Regions from separate parts of the Cricetulus griseus genome. Here region 1 is linked to region 2. Evidence: chromatin contacts called from public Hi-C data. All regions are on one chromosome and are shown on one strand. Each heading gives the region's core, a stretch centred on a gene start, on an enhancer-like site or on the middle of the called end of the contact. The rest is flanking DNA. Distances are from core to core; before and after follow the strand shown.

The links. A called contact is a pair of places that touch in the nucleus more often than the background predicts.
Region 1: a Hi-C map of the CHL-YN cell line shows a contact between it and region 2, with 6 times the contacts expected there. The contact joins two enhancer-like sites. A contact is called at or near these places in 4 of 8 Hi-C or Micro-C datasets (the CHL-YN cell line, the CHO-K1 cell line and liver).

Annotation. Positions count from the first base shown.
Region 1 is chr4:134,755,995-134,762,314 of CriGri-PICRH-1.0, reverse strand. The region is part of intron 1 of Tspan16 (tetraspanin-16); the gene reads right to left. Among named protein-coding and RNA genes, the nearest start is that of Tspan16, 21 kb to the right of the region's middle. Within about 2 kb of position 2,999, at least 1 of the 6 cell types and tissues checked has open chromatin away from gene starts, as enhancers often do.
Region 2 is chr4:134,633,583-134,639,243 of CriGri-PICRH-1.0, reverse strand. It overlaps Spc24 (kinetochore protein Spc24), which reads left to right. Exons shown (of 5, transcript XM_027411571.2): 5 at 765-962. The coding sequence ends at 871. Among named protein-coding and RNA genes, the nearest start is that of Spc24, 7.3 kb to the left of the region's middle. Within about 2 kb of position 2,468, at least 4 of the 6 cell types and tissues checked have open chromatin away from gene starts, as enhancers often do.

The sequences.
Region 1 (6,320 bases), core at 1,750-4,249, 120 kb before region 2:
GGTCTGGGGAGCAGCCTCAGAAGTTAAGAGCACTTTCTGCTCTTACAGAGGACCTGGGTCGAATTCCCTTCACCCACATGGAGGCCATCCGGAAATCTAGGTCCAGCTCCAGGGAATGTGACACTCCTCTCACCTCTCCAGGCATCGGACACAGGTACACATACTCACACATAGACACATAATGAAAAAAAAAGAATCTTCAAAAGACTGTGTGAAGGGACAAAAGGTGTGTGGGAGTGGCTAGAGAGCCAGCTCAGAGGTTAAGAGCAAGTGCAGCCCTTGCATTGGACTAGAGTCAGTTCCTGGATCTCACATCAGATAGTTTTTAGCCACCTGTAACTCCAGCTGCAGAGGATCGATGCCTCCGGCCTTAAACACACATACACATGATTAAAATGATAAAATAAATTTTTTTTTTTTTTTTTAGATTTATTTATTATGTACCATGTTCTGCCTGTGTGTATGTATGCCTGCAAGCCAGAAGAGGGCAGCAGATCTCGTTATGGTTGGTTGTGAGCCATCATGTGGTTGCTAGGAATTAAATTCAGGACCTCTGGAAGAGCAGTGAGTGCTCTTAACTCCTGAGCCATCTTTCCAGCCTGATAAAATAAATCTTAAAACAAAAGAACCATCTGTCCAACTTTACTGAGATAAAACACTGTGACCAAAAACAACTTGGAGAAGAAAAGATTACTGTCAGCTTACAGCTGACAGTCCATCCCTGAGGGAAGCCAAGGCTGGAACCTGGAGGCAGGTGCTGAAGCAGATGCCAAGGACTGCTGCTTGCTGGCTTGCTCTCTCTGTGACCTGCTCGGCCTACTTTCTCACAGTACCCAGGACCACCTGCTCAGGGTGGCACTGCCCACAGTACATTGGGCCCTCCCATATCAGTTATTGACCAAGAAAATACCTCCACAGACATCACCATAGGCCATTCTGAAGAAGGCCATAATTCCTCAACTGCAGGACCCTCTTCCCAGATGACTTCAGCTTGTGTCAAGGTGACAAAAATTAAAACAGAACAAAGAGACAAACAACACCACACTATCTTAGTTTTTCAAACTCAACCGTTTTTTCTAATGTGGGGTTGATTTGTCTGCTTTTGCTTTTGAGACAGCATCTCATGTAGCTCCTGAATGCAGTGTGCACCTCTATGTCTGGTTTATGTTGTGCTAGGGATAGAACACAGGGCCTCTTGCAAGCTGGGAAGGCTCTACCCACATCCCCAGCCTTTCAAACTCCTTTCCAAGGGATTTGATGGAAAACTACACCTTTTCCATCCCTGATCCAGGCTCCCCAGTTGTATCCGTTTGTGCTATATCTCCACACTGGGTTGCATGGTACCTCCTACACATTTATTTCCAACATGAATCACTCCTCATCAATCTGTCCTACATCTCTCCAGCCTCCCTCCGGGAGCACAGATCCGGAAGGCAATTTAGATCAACTTATTTCTGTCTTCCAGGGAGAGGGCCATGAAGGGAGGCTGCCAAGTCTCCAGGGCCTGGATTGTGACATACTTACAGCCGTGAAGCCATTGACTAAAGACAACAGTTTCTTCAAGAAAGAGTATGCCATGTGTATTTCAGTCGTGATGTGCAGACCTGGGTACCCTGGATGTTGAAGTCAGCATCTTCCCTGAACCTCTGGGTGCTGAGACCCAGAATGTCTTGCAAGGGACACTCAAGCTGACTTGCTCTGCTTTCTGACTGCCTGCTGACTTCCCTGGGATACTTGGCTCAGCCCTCAACCTTTATCACATCATAATAGGAAACTAGCTGGACTTGGTGGCACACACCTTTAATCCCAGCACAAACAAACACCCCACAAGGGTAGGATCCCAGCATCTACCCCAGTGGCTTGCGACCACCTGGAGCTCCAGTTCCGTGGAGTTTGATGCCGGCTTCTGGCCTCTGAATTCATACGGCAGACAGCTCACATGGATACACATGCAGAAAAATAAAAATATAAAAAAACCTTATAAAGGGGCCAGAGAGATGACTCAGTGGTTAAGAGCACTAGACACTCTTCCAGAGGAGCCAGGTTCAATTCTCAGCACCCATGTGGCAGGGGATCTAACACCTTCACACTAATCCACATAAAATCAGGTTTAAAATTAATTTTAAAAAAGCCTAACAAAACAGTAGGCAGCTGGGGAGGTTGACGGTAGTAGGAAAACTCTACTCAGCTCTTTCTCCAAACAAGCCACGCTGAACAGTGAAGGCAATAAGCCTCCTATATGCCACCAAGGGCAGCAGAACCACCAGGGCCCCCAGGCAAAGTACTCTGTACTTACCATTTGAACGACTGACATCCACTGCCCCTAAATCCTGGCCCAGTAGTTGCTCACTAAACCAGGGCAGAATGATTAAGAAAGGGGCTTTGAAGCCACACATTTTGTTTTGTTGTTTTTTAATTTAATAAATTTTAGCTTGTATGATATGTATGTACTTACCTTCATTTTGTGTGTGTGAGGTTTTGCCTATGCTGTGTATGTGTGCTGCCTACAGAGCCAGAGGCATTTGGTGCCCTGAGACTAGAGTCACATATGGTCATGAGCCACAATGTGGTGCTGGTCATCAAGGTTAGTGGCGAGTACATTTATCCACTGAGTGTCTTGTCAGCCAAAATACTGGATTTTTTTATGTATTTTTCTGAGGGTTGAACTCAGGTCCTCAAGGTTCTCCTCATTCTTTTGTATTTTTGAGCGTTTCATGTAGCCCAGGTTAACCTCGAAGTAGCTATGTAGCGAGAATCGTGTACTTTTTTTTGGTGTGTGTGACAGGGTCTCTCTATGTATTCCAGGTGGCCTGGAAGTCACTACAGAGACCAGGCTGGCTTTGTATTCACAGAGATGCATCCACCTGCCTGTGCACCCCCACAGGGGCTTCACCCTTTGAAGCAGTGCGCTGCCTCCCCCGCGTGGCTGGTGGAGGAATATGTTTCTTCCACAAAGAATTCTGAGCCACTGTCAGCTGCTGAATTCGTAGGATTTTGAGCTTAAAGGATGATTTCCTTAAACTGCAAAATTACACCGGCCTGATGGAGCCGAGGCGAGGGTGAATTCTGGATCTATCCCCTGGTGGTCGCTAGAGGGCGCTACGGCCACAGAAAACAATTGACGCGTCTCCGCGCCCACGTCCTTAGGGTACACAAGCGTGCTTCCCGTCTGGGTGAGGCCCTCCAAACTGTCACCTCGTGCCAGGTGCGCCGGGCAACAGTCAATGCGCCGTGTTGCCCTGGCACACGCTGGCTGAGGGCTCCGTGTCCCCACTGATTCAGTGAGTCCTCTCCTCTTCTCTTCCCTCCCCACTTCTCCTCTTCTCTCCTCTTTAAGATAGATCTCTTGTAACCCAGGCTGTCCTCAAACTCCATGTAGCCGAGGATGACTTTGAAATTCTGGCTTATTAACTCTGTGTGGAAGCAAGGCTGTGGGAGTCTTCCACAAACCCGGCTCCAGCTGGCCATGTAGCCAAGGATGGCCTTGGACTCTTTGCTGTTTTTGTTTCCTTTTCTTCCTCTCTCTCTCTCTCTCCTCTCTCTCTCTCTCTCTCTCTCTCTCTCTCTCTCTCTCTCTCTCTCTCTCTCTTTTGCTCGCTCGCTCTCGCTCTCTTTATAATAATTATTATATTTTATTATTAATATTATAAATTATTATTATTATTATTATTATTATTATTATTATTATTGAGACAGGGTTTCTCTATGTAGCCCTGGCTGTCCTGAAACTCACTATGTAGACCAGGCTGACCTCAAGATCTGCCTGCTTCTGCCTCCCAAGTGCTGAGATTAAGGGCGTGTGCCACCACCGCACCAAGTTTTCTTTTACTTTTTGAGATTATGATTAGATTTCTCCCTTCCCTTTCCTCCCTCCAAATCTTCACATATAACCCTCCCCTCTCTCTTTCAAATCCATGGCCTCTCTTTTCATTAGTCATTGTTGCATACATATATGCATACCTACGTACATATACACTCTTCATGCTACCTGCCCAGGCTGTATGTTACTTGTATGTATGTTTTCAGGACCATCCGCTTGGTACTGCATAACCAAAGGGCATTCTCTTCCCTGGGGGAGGCTGTTTCTCCCCCCTCAGAATTCTTTAGTTGCCTGACTTCTTTGTGTAGGGTTGAGGACTCCTGGGCCTTTCCCTGTCCACTTTGAGACATCTATTGTTTAGTTCACATTTAGGTAGTCATATTGGTGATACATTATGGGCGCAGCTTCTGATATTTCTAGAAGACAAATCTCATAGTAAACCCCCTGGACCTCTGGCTCTGCCAGTCTCTAAAAAGTTCACTAAGCCTTAGACTCAAGGATGCTTTATAACTGTATCCATTGGGCCTGGGCTCCTCCACTCTGCACTGTGGTTGTTTGTTTTGTAGTGGTCTCCATCTGTTCCAAAGAGAAGTTTCCTTGATGAGGGGTGAGCACTAAGATTTGGTGGTAGGTGCCTCAGATGGCTTTGGGGGGGGTTGTTGTTGGTTTTTTTGGTTTTTTTGTTTGTTTGTTTTGTATTTCAAGACAGGGTTTGACTGTGTATCCCTGGCTATTCTAGAACAAACTCTGTAGACCAGGCTGGCCTCAAACTTACATAGAGCCACCTGTCTCTGCTTCCCTAGTGCAGATCAAAGGGGTGCCCCACCACCACCCAGGGCCTTTTTATTGTACAATTTATCTTATTTTAAATGTACAAGTGTTTTGTCTGTATGTATGTCTGTGTACTATATGTGTGCCTGGTGCCCTGGAGATCAGAAAAGAGAATTAGATCTCGTAGAATTCGAGATGTGAACTATTATGAGCCACCATGTAGGTGCTGGGAACCAAACCCAGGGCCTCTGTAAGAGAAACAAGTGCTCTTAACCACTGCTCCAAACTTCACCTTAAACTCTGTTTTGTTTTTTGTCTTTCGAGACAGGGTTTCTCTGTGTAGACCAGGCTGGCCTTGAACTCACAGAGATCCGCCTGCCTCTGCCTCCTGAGTGTTGGGATTAAAGGTGTGAGCCACCACTGCCGGGCACCTTTTCTCTTTTTTAAACATCTGATTTGTCATAGTGACAAAAAACTGACTAACACAGTTACCAGCCATTAGTCTAAGAACTTTATATGTCAATCCATGCTTAAATGCTTTTACTAGTAACGATTAACTATGCTTGACAATGGGATTCAGTATAAAGTCATAAATGTGCTGGTGGATTTGCTGTCACAGTGGACTAGGTGCTACCCTTATTCCTTCTTCACAGATGAGGTGACTGAGGTGTGAAGGTGAAGACATCTGCCTAACACTAAACAGAGCTTTGAAAAAATCTATCCATCTCTATTTCTCTATCCACCATGCATCTCAGGAAAGTGGGCTACCCACCGAGCCACATCTCCAGCTGTTTGTTTATCTGAGAAAATGCTTGCCCTGATTCCAAGTTGGTCTTGAACTTTTGACCCTCAGACCTCTAAATGCTTAGGTAACAGTGTTGAGCCTCTGTGCTAGGTCTTTGGTTTCCCTGCAGCCCTCTTAGCTGGGTGCACCTGCTGAGCCTGGCAGGGAGGATCATGGGAATCCAGATCACATCCTGGACCAAGCAAGTAAGAGCTCATTTGGGGAAACAAGCCAGTTCCGGCCTGAAACTTAGCCAAATCCTCTGGGGGTCAAAGAAAACAATCGGCCCAGCAGAGGAATTTTCCTTGCTGGTGTCATCTGCACTGTGCTGTAGTTCTCCTCTGATGGGAAGTGGAAAGGTCAGTGGAAGAATTTCTCAGGGCGGTGAGCAGCAAGCCAGGTGCTGATGTGGCCCGGAATTCTCCCTCCTTCCCTGGAGGCAGCCTCTGGGGAAGTTGCTAGTATAAAAAGGGGATCCCTGGCTGGATGGAAATGCAAGCTTGTTGTCCTGCATGCCTGTCAGTCACCCTGCATGCCTGTCAGTGATCCTGCTTGCCTCTCAGTCATCCTGATTGCCTGTCAATCATCCTGCATGTCTCTCAGTCATCCTGCATTCCTGTCAGTCATCCTGCATGCCTGTCAGTCATCCTGCATGCCTCTCAGTCATCCTGCATGCCTGTCAGTCACCCTGCATGCCTGTCAGTCATCCTGCATGCCTCTCAGTCATCCTGCTTGCCTGTCAGTCATCCTGCATGCCTGTCAGTCATCCTGCATGCCTGTCAGTCATCCTGCATTCCTGTCACTCATCCTGCATGCCTGTCAGCCATCCTGCCTGCCTGTCAGTCATCCTACTTGCCTGTAAGTCATCCTGCATGCCTGAGTTTAATTCCCAGCACCCAATTAAAACAAAATAGCCAGGTGAAGCCTGTCGTGTTGTAATGTAAG
Region 2 (5,661 bases), core at 1,219-3,718:
AAGTGCTAGGATTGTAGGTGTATACCATTACACCCAGCAAAAATGTCATTCTTGTTTTGGTTTTGTTTTGTTTTCCAAGACAGGGTTTCTCCATGTAACAGTCCTGGCTATCCTGGAACTCAATCTGAGGCTGGCCTCAAATGCACTGAGATCTGCCTGCCTCTGCCTCCCTAGTGCTGGGATTAAAGGTGTGTGACTCTGCCAGGCAAATATACCATTCTTAGTTAAAAAGAAATTAGGAAAAACCAGGCATGGTAGCGCGTGCCTTTAATCCCAGGACTCGGGAGGCAGAGGCAGGTGGATCTCTGTGAGTTTGAGGCCAACCTAGTCTACAGAGTGAGTTCCAGGACAGCCAGAGCTACACAGAGAAACCCTGTCTCAAAAGGAAAAAAAGGATCAGTGAGTAAAGGCCCATGCCACCAACGCAGATGACCAAAATCCAATCCCTGGGACCCACTGATGGAAGGAGAACAGCAACTACAAGTTGTTCTCTGACCTCAACAGGTGCGCTGTAGCGTGTTTGCACCCGTACATTCACAGAAACATGTTTTAAACATAAAAAGAAATTAGCCTGGTGTAATGTCAAATACCTGTAATCACAGCACTCAGGAAACTGAGACAGAAGGAATTGCCACAAGTTCAAGGTCAGCCTGGACTAAGATAGTGAGAGCCATCTCAAAGCAACAGGATATGAACCAAAAGACTGCTTTCACTGGACACGGGAGGACCATTTTTTTTTTTTTTTCCTTTCATTGAGCCCTCAGTCCACCATGGCCCCACTGTGGCCCTGCCTATCCACTTGGACAGCGCACAGCTCTCACAGAAGTTCATCAGCGACTACCTCTGGAGCCTGGTGGACACTGCGTGGTAGCCAGAGCCTTGACCTCTTACCTTGCACAGAACTGGGGATATGGGGGCCTAGCGGGGGATCACTCTAAAATTAAAAATCTATATGTAAATGACTTCATGTATTATCTACTTATCTTGAGACTGTGTCTCATGGAGCCCAGCCTGACCTGGAACTTTTTTAAAATTACTTTTTTGTTTGTTTTTCGAGACAGGGTTTCTCTGTGTAGCTTTGGAACCTATCCTGGCACTCGCTCTGGAAACCAGGCTGGCCTCAAATTCACAGAGATCCACCTGCCTCTGCCTCCCGAGTGCTGGGATTAAAGGTATGTGCCACCAATGCCCGGCCTTAAAATTACATTTTTAAAAATTATATTTCCTGAAAGAATGTTTTGCTTATATGTATGTGTGTTAGCCATGTGTTCCAGTGGAGGTCAGAAGAAAGCATTGGAACCCCTGAATATAAGTGGCTGTGAGTTGCCATTTGAGTGCCGGGAATTGAACCTGGGTCCTCTGGAAGAGCAGCCACACCATGCTCCTGACAACAGAGCCATTTCTCCAGCCCCTCCCACCTTACCTTTTGAGGCACTGAGTTTCCACGCAGCTGCCACACTAGCCATTTTGCCTGAGTTTTATTTCACCTCAGGTGCTTAAGCCATCTCAGCTCACCCTCCCTTATTTTTCTGAGGTCCTCATGCCAGGCCCAAGCCCATCATTGGAAGATTCTAGGCTTGTGTTCAAGTCTTGAACCACATACAGAGCCAGGTCACCCCACCCCCACCCCAGTGACATCTGGGTAATGTTTTAGGGTTTGGGCACACTATAGGACCCTTAGCACCACCTCTGATGTCCACTCACTGGATTCCAGTGGCACCCCAACAACAGGAAGTGGCCATGGCTCTATGTCCCTGGGGAAGTTACAGTGTCTGTGAGACTAACACTAGTCCCACATTGCTGGCTGAGTCACTGCTGTGGACTTGGGCTTTCCATGTGAGGGTAGAGAACTCACCCAGTCCAGGCCTCCTTACTCTGGTTGTACATGCTGACCTGACCTGCAGATACTAAGGGAGAAAGTAGCCACGGAGTAAAGGTGCTGGCCACCAAGTCTGATGGTCTGAATTCAAACCCATGGGCAGAGGCCCATATTTGCCTCTGCCTCAACAGCTAAGGTCACTGGCTGCTCTTCCAGGGAACCTGGGTTCAATTCATTGCACCCACAGTGCAGCTCACAACTCTAATTCCAGTTCAGGGGATTGGATGCCTCCTGACTTCCTCAGGCACTAGGCACACACAGTGCAGACATACATGCAAGCAAAACACTCATAAGATGCATAAATCTTCAGAAAAGGAAAAAGATGGAGCAGGGCAGCAGGAACCACAGATGAGGCTTGGCCCTGGCCCCCTGTGGAAAGGAGCTGCTTTGCTTTGCACTGGAAGGGCCAGTGCCTGCTGCTTGAACCCCTAACCCTCTAGTACAGGAGAATTTACACCCACCTCACTCCCTTCACTGGAGCACACCAGGGGCTGACTCCAGGGGGCCAGTGAGTATGGCCCAGGGCCCTGGAGAGGCCCCAGCTCTTCATGCCTGGCCTCTGAGTCACTGCCCAGCACTGGCTTCCTGCCGAGGACATCCTGGGGCCAGGCTACAGCTGCCTGTCCAAACTCCCACCCACAGTCTGGCTTGTTCCTTCAAGGGAGCTAGCCACCCTAGTGGCCAGCAGCTCTCATACTCAAGACCAGCCAGAGGGAGGGGTAACACTGAAGTAACCACAGATAGAATGGAGTCTCAGACCAAACAGACTTTGCCCCAGTGCCATCTTGAGTCCAGTATACAGATGAGGGAAATAAGCACAGTTCCATCTGGCCATTTCCCTCAAGTCCCAAGATATATGAAGTCCGGAGACTGAACCATTCCCCTGGGCTCCCAGCCAATGGGCCCTAAAGCTAGGTGCCCCCAGGGTGCATAGTGTCTTCCTTTGAGCTGTCAGGGGTGAGGTGGTTTGTCAGGACAATGGAAAGGGCATCCAACAACAGTGACCTAGCCCCTTTAGTCTTTCTACCCTCCCCATGTGTCTGGGGTCAGCTGTGGTCAGTCAGAGTTATTTCCACTAGGCAGGCTCATGAAGCACAAAGGATGCTTAGACATGGGAAGTAAGCATGAGGCTAGATTTGAACCCAGGGCAGCCAAATTTGAAGGATCGGTCTCCTCAGGACTCAGGAGATGCCCTGCCGTGGGGGACAGAGGACCAGTTGTGGGTTATGGACATGACCACACGTAGGGACTGAAGTCTCCACCTGTCACCTGCCTTTTTGGAGCTAGTATCTCCTCGCCTTGGCCTCTGGCCTCCTAGTAGAGCCCCTTTTACTGTGTGTGTGTGTGGGGAGACAGTATGCGAGGAGATGGGTGCAGGCCACAGAGGGCATGTACGCATATGGAGGAAAGGGAGTCAGTCTCCCACCTTTACAAAGATTCCAGGGACCAACCTCTGATCGCCAGGCTCGCATGGCAAGTGCCCTTACCTGCTGAGCCCTTGCTATTGAGGTACTGGGAATGGACTCTAGGGCTTCATTTAGGCTGGACATGCGCTGTACCACTGAGGCCTTACCCAGGCCAGTCCCCTGCTGGTTGAATGTCCTGCCTGGTGGTTCTGCAGCAGCTGCACTTTCTTAAAATACTGTTATGTGAGCCGGGCGTTGGTGGCAAATGCCTTTAATCCCAGCACTCGGGTGGCAGAGGCAGGCAGATCTCTGAGTTCGAGGCCAGCCTGGTCTCCAGAGCGGGTGCCAGGATAGACTCCAAAGCTACACAGAGAAACCCTGTCTCAAAAAAAACCAAAAAAAAACAAAAAAAAAACCACCATCACCAACAGAAAACGTATGTGGCAGGAGCTATCCAAGAACACCTGGCAGCAGTTATCTGGGAAAGGAAACTAAACCCTGGCCCCCAGGCCAGGATCGATTTGTCTCAGGTTTCACACCAGGTGGGCACCAGACTCTCCAACTAGGAGTGAGGTCATTACACCTGGTGATAATGAATTGAAGGGTTATAATGTGGGAAAGTAGGACTCTAAAGGGCTAGGAGGAGTGTCCATTGCGCACAGGGGTCGAGGGTGGAAGGGAAGAGATGCAGAGATGAAGATCAGGATAACTCAGGTGTGCAAAGAGAACACAAGCACACACAAAGGGCAGACGCCAAGCCGCCTCAGAAGGCTCCTGGGTCAAGCCTGGCTCGCAGGCCACAAATGGAGGGACAATTTTCCAGATTCCCAGTGGCTTGTGCCAAGTAAGGGGCTGATTAATTAAGCCCCAAGTTTTTCCCACACCCCTTCCCCCCAAGGCAGCAAGGCCAAAGGGAGGGTCAGGAGAGCAGGGAGAGAGTTCCTCCTCCAGGGCAGGAAGCAGTTGTCAGGAGTGTCAGACAAGACACAGAAGTCTCAGGAAACTTTCCCCAGGCTAAGTGGGGGTGATGTGGCCTGAGAACTTCATCTCAGAAAACCACAGGGGGGAGATGGAGTGGTACTGGAGTTAAGGGAATGCTGGCTGCACAGTACAGCACCCTCCCACTGCCTCCGTCCTGCAGGCTGGGACTTACTCAGTCTTGGGCTCCAAACTGGTTCACCACAGATATCTGTGGTCTGAGATACTATGAGTTGGAAGGGGTACCAGCCTAGGGGTGGTGACCAGCAGAGAACAGCAGTTGGTGTGTCAGGACTGGCTCCTGTCCTGGACAGAACTGAGTCCATAGAGTCATGCTGGGCAACACCACCGCTTGCCCTCCCTGGGTCAGATGATTGCTGTACATATTGGGGTACACATCCAGGTCTTTCATTGATCCCCATTCTGAGGCCAGAGAACTGCAGGCAGAGAAGACAGGAAACCAGATAAGGGAACCCTGTCCTCAAGAACCTCCCATTCCCCTTGTTAGGCAGCCATTTCACCACTGAGTTAAACTCTAGCTCCTTAGTGCATGTTGGTAAGTGAGGTATTTGTTTTTGAAAGAGTCATGGACCCCAGGCAGGCCTCAAATTTAACCTTGAACTCCTGATTTTCTGCCTCCACCTCCCCAGTGGCAGGATGGAAGGCATGGGTGATCAGATCACCCTTGGCCTTGCAAGGCCTTGCAAGGCCTTGAACAGAAAAAACCTGGAGCTGCCGGGCGGCAGTGGCACTCGCCTTTAATCCCAAGCACTCAGGAGGCTGGCCAGCCTGGTCCACAGAGTGAGAGCTGGGAGTTCACAGAGAAACCCTATCTGAGGCACTGAGGTGTGGGGGTGGGGAGTGAGACCATCACCTTCCGTGTGCAGTGCCCCATTGTAGCCCCAATCCTGCTCTACAGTTTGTCAAATCCCAGGCCACTGAAGCTCCATTATCCTGTTTGCCACACAAGTGAGCGTCATTTGAAGTAGTCCTTGAAAGCCTGTGCAGTTTGAGGCTTCCCAGGCCGCTGCTCAGTTTTCTTTCCCAGAGGCGGTTTGGCTCTTTCCCAAAACAAAAGGTGGAAGGAAGAAGGGACATGCCACCCTGTGGATGCAGAGGAGATGACAGGCTTGTCCAGAGTTCCCTCCACAACCTGGCAGGAGGTGGGATTACTGGGGGAAGCAGGCTCCAGGTGCACAAGGTCATGGAGCCAGAATCTGAACCCAGGCCGCTTGTCTAGCGGGCTCCTCATTGCTGCTTCATTACCCAAAGTTCCTTTATTGGTCTCAACCCTGAGACGTGGGGGTGGGTTATGGATAGAGTTCTTCCCTCTCCATCTGCCCTAGCAAGATGTCCTAAAGGTGCTTCCTTGTGTCAACTCTCTCCCACCACCAGCTT